Linked DNA regions of Gossypium hirsutum: regions 2 and 3 are each linked to region 1. The links are chromatin contacts, called in public Hi-C maps. All regions are on one chromosome and are shown on one strand. The core of a region is the stretch at or near the end of the contact, and the rest is flanking DNA. Distances in the headings are between cores, read along the strand shown.

The links. Hi-C and Micro-C count contacts between places; a contact is called where the count stands out from the background.
Region 2: a contact with region 1 is called in a Hi-C map of leaf, with 2.3 times the contacts expected there. The contact joins the enhancer-like site here to the promoter of LOC107962444 in region 1. A contact is called at or near these places in 4 of 34 Hi-C or Micro-C datasets (callus, hypocotyl and leaf).
Region 3: a contact with region 1 is called in a Hi-C map of leaf, with 2.0 times the contacts expected there. The contact joins the promoter of LOC107962437 here to the promoter of LOC107962444 in region 1. A contact is called at or near these places in 3 of 34 Hi-C or Micro-C datasets (anther, hypocotyl and leaf).

Annotation. Positions count from the first base shown.
Region 1 is chrA06:4,995,215-4,997,914 of Gossypium_hirsutum_v2.1, reverse strand. LOC107962444 (F-box protein At1g78100) reads left to right here and starts at 1,335. Exons shown (of 1, transcript XM_016898841.2): 1 at 1,335-2,556. The coding sequence starts at 1,492. The coding sequence ends at 2,400.
Region 2 is chrA06:5,157,602-5,160,301 of Gossypium_hirsutum_v2.1, reverse strand. No RefSeq gene overlaps it. Among protein-coding and RNA genes, the nearest start is that of LOC107962440, 7.0 kb to the left of the region's middle. Within about 2 kb of position 1,296, at least 9 of the 9 cell types and tissues checked have an H3K27ac peak or open chromatin away from gene starts, as enhancers often do. A contact at or near this core is called in hypocotyl and leaf, where this site is marked.
Region 3 is chrA06:5,206,003-5,208,702 of Gossypium_hirsutum_v2.1, reverse strand. LOC107962437 reads left to right here and starts at 1,304. Exons shown (of 10, transcript XM_041114962.1): 1 at 1,304-1,787; 2 at 2,126-2,288; 3 at 2,405-2,569; 4 at 2,689-2,700. The coding sequence starts at 2,130.

The DNA of each region.
Region 1 (2,700 bases), core at 86-2,585:
TTCTCACCTCACAGCTACAGCTGCGTTTGAATCCAAACACACACTCCACCATTGTTTCTAATCTCACCGCTACAGTATCCAATCTCACCGCTACAGTAACTAATCTCACCGCCACTGCTATTTTTAACCTCACCGAAGGTAAACACACCGCCCATCCAAACTAGCCCTGAGTCAATGGTGTTTAATGATATTCTTGGATATGGTTGGAGTTTTAGAAAATTAATTACCCTTTAAACTAATCTACAAGATATTGTCTATTATTTAATACATGACTTCCATCGAACTAAACAATACTTTTTTTCTTGATTGGACAATCTTAACAACTTGCGGGGTAGCCTTTAATTATTTATTTATGTACTATGAGATTCATCTCCAGAAATAATATATATTGAAGCCAAGTGTTTATTTTAGAGTGTCTTACTTCTTCAACAATCTAAGTATTATTCTTGGATTGATTATATTTTATTTTAACTTCAGTTTTTATCTTCCAATTTTGAAGAGAGTTTAAAAGAGTTCACAAAATTTAGGCTTTTGTAAGGTTCGAAAGCAGAAAGAAGTCCAAAGAAGGTTAGGTAGTATCAAGTATATTAAGGAAAGACATTTAAGCCTGGGTTGATAGTCCTATCTCTTGTAAACACAATATGTACAATTAATTATATTTCACATGATTCTTACACTTCTCTCGTGAGTTTGTAAGTCGTATCTACATCAATCGAGATACTTCCTACAATATGAGACAAAACCTCAATACGAAAACAATACCTTCCATTGAGAGTCCAAGACCAACCTCACTTTAATAGTGTAATTAATATTTTTTAAAACATTACAAATTTAAATAAACCTTGGTTGATTTGATCATGATTTCAGAAATTTATTAGCCAAAATATTGTTTTTAATGCCCTTGTTTCAAAGTGATCAAAGAAAATCTTTTAAATTCAACATAAATAAATTATAATCTTAATCAAAAAAAAAAATCAAACGAGAGACTCAATGGGATAATTAAAACGACAACGCTACATTTTTTGATCATGACGCATTACCCGCCAAAATTTATTAGGGGCCCAACTGTTTTACAGGTCAACGGTCAAACGTACTCCACCACTCCTTAATGCCTTTTATTTTTGTCTAATTATGCTCCAGTCCCTGTATTCTTATACAGTTAAATATTGGTCCCTTAAAATTCAATTTCAAGAGTTTAGTCCCTTTACTTGTTTGATGTTAAAATTAAAATTTAATTGATAATATTTTTAATTTAATTCTTTTAAATTTGAATAAATGAACTTTAATTTTCATATTAGGCAAGTAAAAAGATTAAACTTCTAGAAATAAAAAACATAGGGACTAAGGTTCAAAACTCTGAAGACTACAGAGACTGAGAGCAATTTAAACCTTTTGTTTTTATTTCTTTTATCATTAACTTCAAAGCTTTTTTTTTTCAATTTATATAAATATCGAACTGCCAAGCATGAACCAAAAACTGAAGAAAAAAATATGGACGGCTTTGATCAGCTACCGGATTCTCTGATCCTCCTGATCTTCAACTCAGTCTCCGACGTCAAAAGCCTGATACGTTGCCGTTCCGTCTCCAAACGATTCAACTCTCTCGTACCGCAAACTGATTCGATCCTCTTGAAAATCGACCGCGTCATCTCGTCGGAGTCAGACTCCGACTCGCTGTTCCTCACCCTCCTCAAGTCCTTTTTCAATTTCATCCTCCCCAAGCCTACACAGAGTCCACTCCCGAACCGGACGCACACTTACCCGGCTCAAATCCTCTCCCGGTTCCAACGAATCAGGGAACTCCACGTGGAATTACCGGCCGGGGATCTTCAATTAGAGAAAGGCACGGTGGTTAAGTGGAGAGCGGAGTTCGGCGAGACGTTGAAAACCTGCGTCATATTTGGGTTCCGTTTGGGTCATGACGGGAATTACGAAACGGAGTTCGCGGGAGGGTTGAAGAGGCGCATGATGTGGACGATAAGCGCGCTGATGGCTGCTTCCGTTAGGCATTTCCTGTTACGGGAAGTGGTTAGGGAACACAAGGGGATGGAAGAGTTAGTTATAACGGACAGGGAAGGGGAAGGGGAAGTGGTAATGGAGAAACAAGGGCTGAGGGAGTGGAGGGAGGCACGTGAGAGTCACGTGAGGATGGAGGAAGAAGAGGAGGAGCGAGGGAGGACAGTGGTCCCGAGTGTAAGGATGAGGATGAGGCATAAGCCAAGATTGGGTGCGACGCTGGTGGTGGTAAGGGCGGTGAAAGATTGGACCCACAATGGGAGGGAAGCTGACGTGGAAGATGCTGATTTGGCAGTGAAGGCTTTCGGGAATGGCGTATATGGGGATGCTGTCAGGGAATTGCTTAAGGCGAGGAGCTATCTTCTGGAAATGAACTCGTTTTAGTATTTGTATTTGTATGTATATACTCCACTGTATGTAGCTTTGTTTATATACCAAAATGGAAAAAGAAAATACGATTGGACAATGCAATTCTTGTGTAATAAATGCCCTCTGCCATCATTCTTCCCCAAAGTTAAAATTTTCTACTTTATTTTTTTTTCTTCTTAAAAATATTTTATTTAGCAAAAATTATATTTTCAGATATGGATATTTTTGTAAGGAAGAATGAAATGTATGAAGCAATACAAATTTAGAAAGTTGAAGGAAGGAGGGTACCATTGGATGCAAGGACAATAATACACC
Region 2 (2,700 bases), core at 47-2,546, 160 kb before region 1:
ATATACTAGTCACCATGAATAAATTATTTGAGAGTTTAACATAATACATATTTGAAAAAGTATAAAAACATGTATTTATTAAATTTAAAAATATTTGGGTTAAAAAGTGAAATTTATCATAATATATTTTCTCTGTCTGCCTTATGGCACGTTTTCTGTGTCTGCCTTTTGGCATGCTCTTCCTTTGTCATTTTTAATTTTTTTTAGCGTGGCTCCTGTTTTTTTTTCTCCTTTTAAGTGTTCTATTTTGATTTCGGGGTTTGGGTTGGGTAAGATATGGAAGAGGACTTAGCAAATTTATGATTATTGGATGAAGAGGAAGAGGCGCTTCAAGGAGATGAAATAGTGAATGATCAAAGTTTCCAGCACTGTTTGGTGGGGCGATGCTTAACAGATAGTGTGGTGCATTTACCCTCGCTACGCAATACCATGGCGGACCTCTGGCACCCTATTGGAGGAGTTTACATATCGGATCTTGGGGACAAACAATATCTCTTCCAATTTTCAATGAGGTTGACGTTCAAAAGGTGATTTCTGGCACTCCGCGGTTCTTCAATGGTCATCTGTTAGTACTGCAAAGAATTAAAAAAAGGAGAAATCCCCTCAATGTTGGTTTTAAATTATACTGAATTCTGGATTCATGTTCATGATCTACCTGCGGGGATGATGTCTGAGTTGATGTGTAAGAAGCTTGGTGAGTTTTTGGGGAAATTTCTTGAATATGATGTATCTTCTTTGGCGTTAGGCCACAGTTTATATATGTGTATCTGTGTTCGATTAGATGTTACAGCCCCGCTGAAACGTAAAAAGAAGATTCAAATGGGGGATAATTCGCCTGTCTATGTTCATTTTAAATATGAGAAGTTAAACATGTTTTGCTTTATTTGTGGAAAGCTCGGACATGGGGAAAGTTTTTGTCCATTTCGATTAAAAATTGAGCCTTCAAAAATTAATTATGGATGGGATTTATCGCTGCGCGCGGTAACTAGGCGGCGGAATACGGGGGTGAGCAGGTGGTTGTGCGAGGCTGACGGGTCGCACTACTGTACTGTAAACATGAGAAGTGTCAGTCAAAGCAATAACTTTAATTGGGAGAATGATTCTAGATGGAAATCAGGGAGCGATTTTGGGAATCAGACGTTAAATCCCAATCTAATCTCGTCAAGGGCCAATCAATAAAATCTTATTAATGGGAATATTAATGGACGTAATCTGGGCAAAAGTGGTCTGTACAGTGGTGGGTTGGCTCAAGGGCCCATGGATATTGTCCTGGGAGAGGAAAATGAACTATTAGAATTTGCAAAAGGAAAAAAGGGTCAAAGAATTGTGACAGGCCCATTAGACACTTTGGGTATCTATACAGAAGGTGGTTCCTATGATTTAACAGCTGGCTCTGGTGACCAGAGCAGCCGAGCACAATAAAAATCCTAAGATGGAACGTTCGTGGATTGGGGAGGCCATGAACTGTTAAAAGGCTCAAGAACAAATTGCGAGCCATTAATCCCCAACTTTTGTTTCTTATGGAAACAAAATTATGTTCTAAATAGATGAAAAGAGTCAGGTTGAGATGCGGTTTCGAGAACGGGATTGATTTTGGAGCTATGGGGTCAAGAGGCGGTTCATCTTTGGGTTGGAATGGTAACTCTTTGGTTAGCCTTCGAAGTTTTTCCTCTTTTTATATTGACATTGACATTAGGGATAATGAATGTGATGTTGCTTGGCGCTTAACGGGGTTCTATGGTAATTCGGAGGAAAGGAATAGAAGGAAATCTTGGGAATTACTTCGGCACTTAAGTCATGATCAAGCTATTCATTGGGTCGTTCTTGGAGATTTTAATGAGATTGTCAGCTCTTTTGAGAAGAAATGTGGTCGTCTCAGATCAGAACGTCAAATGGATGCTTTTCGACTAACACTGGAGGATTGTAATCGTAATGATCTGGGTTATATTGGTCGCTGGTTCACTTGGGAGAGGAAAATTTTCAAGTAATAACATTAGGGAACGTCTGGATCGTGGGGTTACTTCGTTGGACTGGGTCAATCTTTTCCCTTGCTATTAGATTGAACATTTGAGTCACTCCTTCTCTGACCACTGCCCTATTCTCTTGGATACCGTGGGGAAAGGCAAGAAGGATCAGCGCTTCATTGATAAGGCTTTTAGATTCGAGGCTAAGTGGTGTTTGGATACTTCTTTTGAAGGATTAGTCGAAAAATGGTGGACTGAATGTTCAGGAAGCATTCTGGTTAAGCTTCAAAGTTTGAGCTATCAGATTCAGTGTTGGAGTAAAAAAAAAAAAGAGAAAAGCAAAGTCTGTGCAGATTTAGAAGATAGATTAAATTTCCTGTATAACCAGGACCTCTTTGACGAGATTTTAGCAGAAATTTTTGATCTCCAACTAGGACTTAATTTGGAGGCAGACAAGGAATAATTGTTTTGGGAGCAACGAGCCCATGTCAATTGGCTTAAGAATGGAGACCGAAATACTAGCTATTTTCACAATATAGCTGTGCAACGTCAAATGCGGGGTAGAATTTCTGAGCTTGATAATAAGAATGGTAGGAGAATTTCCTCGAATGATGCAATGCTAAAACTTGCTTTTGAATTCTTTAGTGATCTTTTTTCGACTTTTGAAATGGGCCCTGATGAGCATGTTTTTGAGTTAGTGGAGAAAAGAGTTACGAAAAACATGAATGACAATCTT
Region 3 (2,700 bases), core at 55-2,554, 210 kb before region 1:
AAAAGAACTTAAACCCTAATGTGTGAATAATTGTCAAGTTCAGAACTTAACTTGATAAAAAAAATTTTAGAAGCACCTTAATATATTTTAAATTTATTGCATAATATAATCTATTAACTTTGATTTTTTATGTGATTTAAAGTATATAATATATAAAAATAAAATAATATATCATAATATATTAAAAACACAATTTTAATAACACTTTTTAATATTTTAAATATGTTTATATGTTAAATTTACAATTTCTTTTAGTCATACAAGTGGTTTCATTTGACTTTTAATCTTCAAATTAACGTTAGACTAATGAAAATAAATAAATAAATAATATTTTAAATACACAATTAAAACATTCAAAATTAAATAATAATTTAAAATTTGACTTATAATATAAAAACTTTGGATACAAATTAAAAAAAACCCTCAAGAGCACCACTCCCCATGGTGGGTCCTTAATTTATTTAACTGACCGAACTGACCTAAAGGGACAAAATCCAAAAGAAAAAGGAAAGAAAGCGGTGGACGAAATACCCCTCACCAACCAATCCACCATCATAAAAACTAACCATGGTTAAGCCATTTTACTTTAACGACGTGATATGACGGGGAAATCGAGGGACTCGTGTCGTCAATACTATTAGCAACGTGGAGAGTGTAGAGAGCGCCAAGATTTTTAAAGTTGAGATGTGAGGCAAACACGTGGGCATACAATATCGTAACTAGTGGACTGCACATAGGCAGATGGGCCCAACAATATAATGTTATTACCTTATTGGTGTATACAGTAGGTAAAATACTTTCCCTCTCTTAGATGGCAAATATTTTACTAAATATATCCAAACTTACTTAAGTGGCTAAAGAAAGAAAAAGAAAAAATCTAAGAAAAAAGTTACACTAATAATTTGGGATACTCGGAAGAGATTCATATTAAAGTAAAATTTTAAAAACATCTAACTTTTTACAATTTCTTTTAATTTTTAAGTAAAAAGTAAATTTATTAACGTGATATATAAAATAAATAATATTATATCAATATATATAATATTTATAGACGGTTATGTAGGTTGTTTTGAGAATATCATTATAATATTTATATTTTTATTAATATTTTTGTTAAATCCGATTTAACTTTTTTTAAAAAAATTAATAATTTAATTTAATTAAAAATAAAAATTAATTTGATAAAAATTGTAAATTAGAGCATAAATTTATGTTAATAAATAATTTAATGACTCCCATGGAGGTATATCCACAACTACCGTAACCGCGGCAAAGTTGGCCACTAAAATTCAGGCAGTTGAGAGTGGGCCCCTTACAGAGCACACGGCATTCCATGTCTTAGTTTCATTTTTTTAACCGTTAGAGCCCATCGGTCTTGGGGTCCACTGTCTCACTACCTCGTTGCCTACCCAAACCCGCCCTCCCCGTCTTCACCGCTCAATGCTATAAGTATCGCTACGGGGACAGTCTCCATTGCCCTTTGCGCTAAACCCTCTAAAACAACAAAGCATCTATCTGTATTCTTCCTTCATAATTGCACTTGAATGCTTGTTCTTTTTTTGCTCCATTTTTTGTTTTAGATTCTCCATCGAGTTCTAAACTGTACTTACGGTGGTTAAAACTTCTTCGCTTTTCTTGTTTATATTTCCATCTGTTTGTTTCTCGGGAAAACCGCTACAATTCCCGTTCGTTTGGTGCTTTTTAATTCGTGTTCCTTTGTTCTGCCTGTTCGTTTGCATTCAAGGATCTTTGAATCTTCTTGATCTATCGTCTACCATTATTTTGAGGTATGTTCTGTATTCACATTCATTATTTTTCAATTTCCTTTATGTTTTTGAATGACTTTTGCAAACCGTTTATAAGTGACTTGTTCTGTGACTCTTTTTTAAAAGTCTTTTTCCTTCTTTAAGAGTGTTTGTTTATATAGATTTCTGCGATCTTTTTCCTTTCTAAATTGTTCCTTACATAAGAATGAGTTTTTTTTTTTGTAATTTCTCTTGTGGAATTCCTTATTTGACAACCTTTTTCTTTACAGTGTTGTTTTGATTGATATTCAGTAATATATGCATTAAACGCTCTGTTTTTTTTTTCACTAAAACTTTCTTGTATTGCTTCCTGACTGTAGAACAATGGAACACTTTCAAAACGACGATCTTGAATATATTGTCGATGACTATTACGACTTCGATGATTTTGAGCACGACGATCTCTTCGCTGAACCTGAGCCTCGGCGAGACACTGCTGATTTTGTCTCGTTTGACTCCGACTTTGAGGACGATTTCGAATCAGTACGTTCTTTTTTTAGAAGTCTTTCACGATTATGCTTTGATTCTAATGATTTAGATTCTAGAATATGTTATTAACCTTTTTTGGATTATGCATGGCCGTTACTCGGAAACAGAAGAAGCCGAAAACTGATACATCAGCTGTGGAAGCAAGAAACGGAAAAGATATACAAGGAATTCCTTGGGAGAGGCTTAATTTCACTAGAGACAAGTATCGTGAGACGAGGTTGAGACAGTATAAGAACTACGAGAGCCTTTCTGGTTCCCGTGAAGGGATGGAAAAGGTCAGTTTCTGAGTTTCTTGCTAAATCTAAAACGCTAATTCTACTTCTGACATGACATATGATAAAAAACGGTTCTATTTAACCAATAAATAAACGGTTCAATTTATTGTTCTTGACAGGAGTGCTTGCAC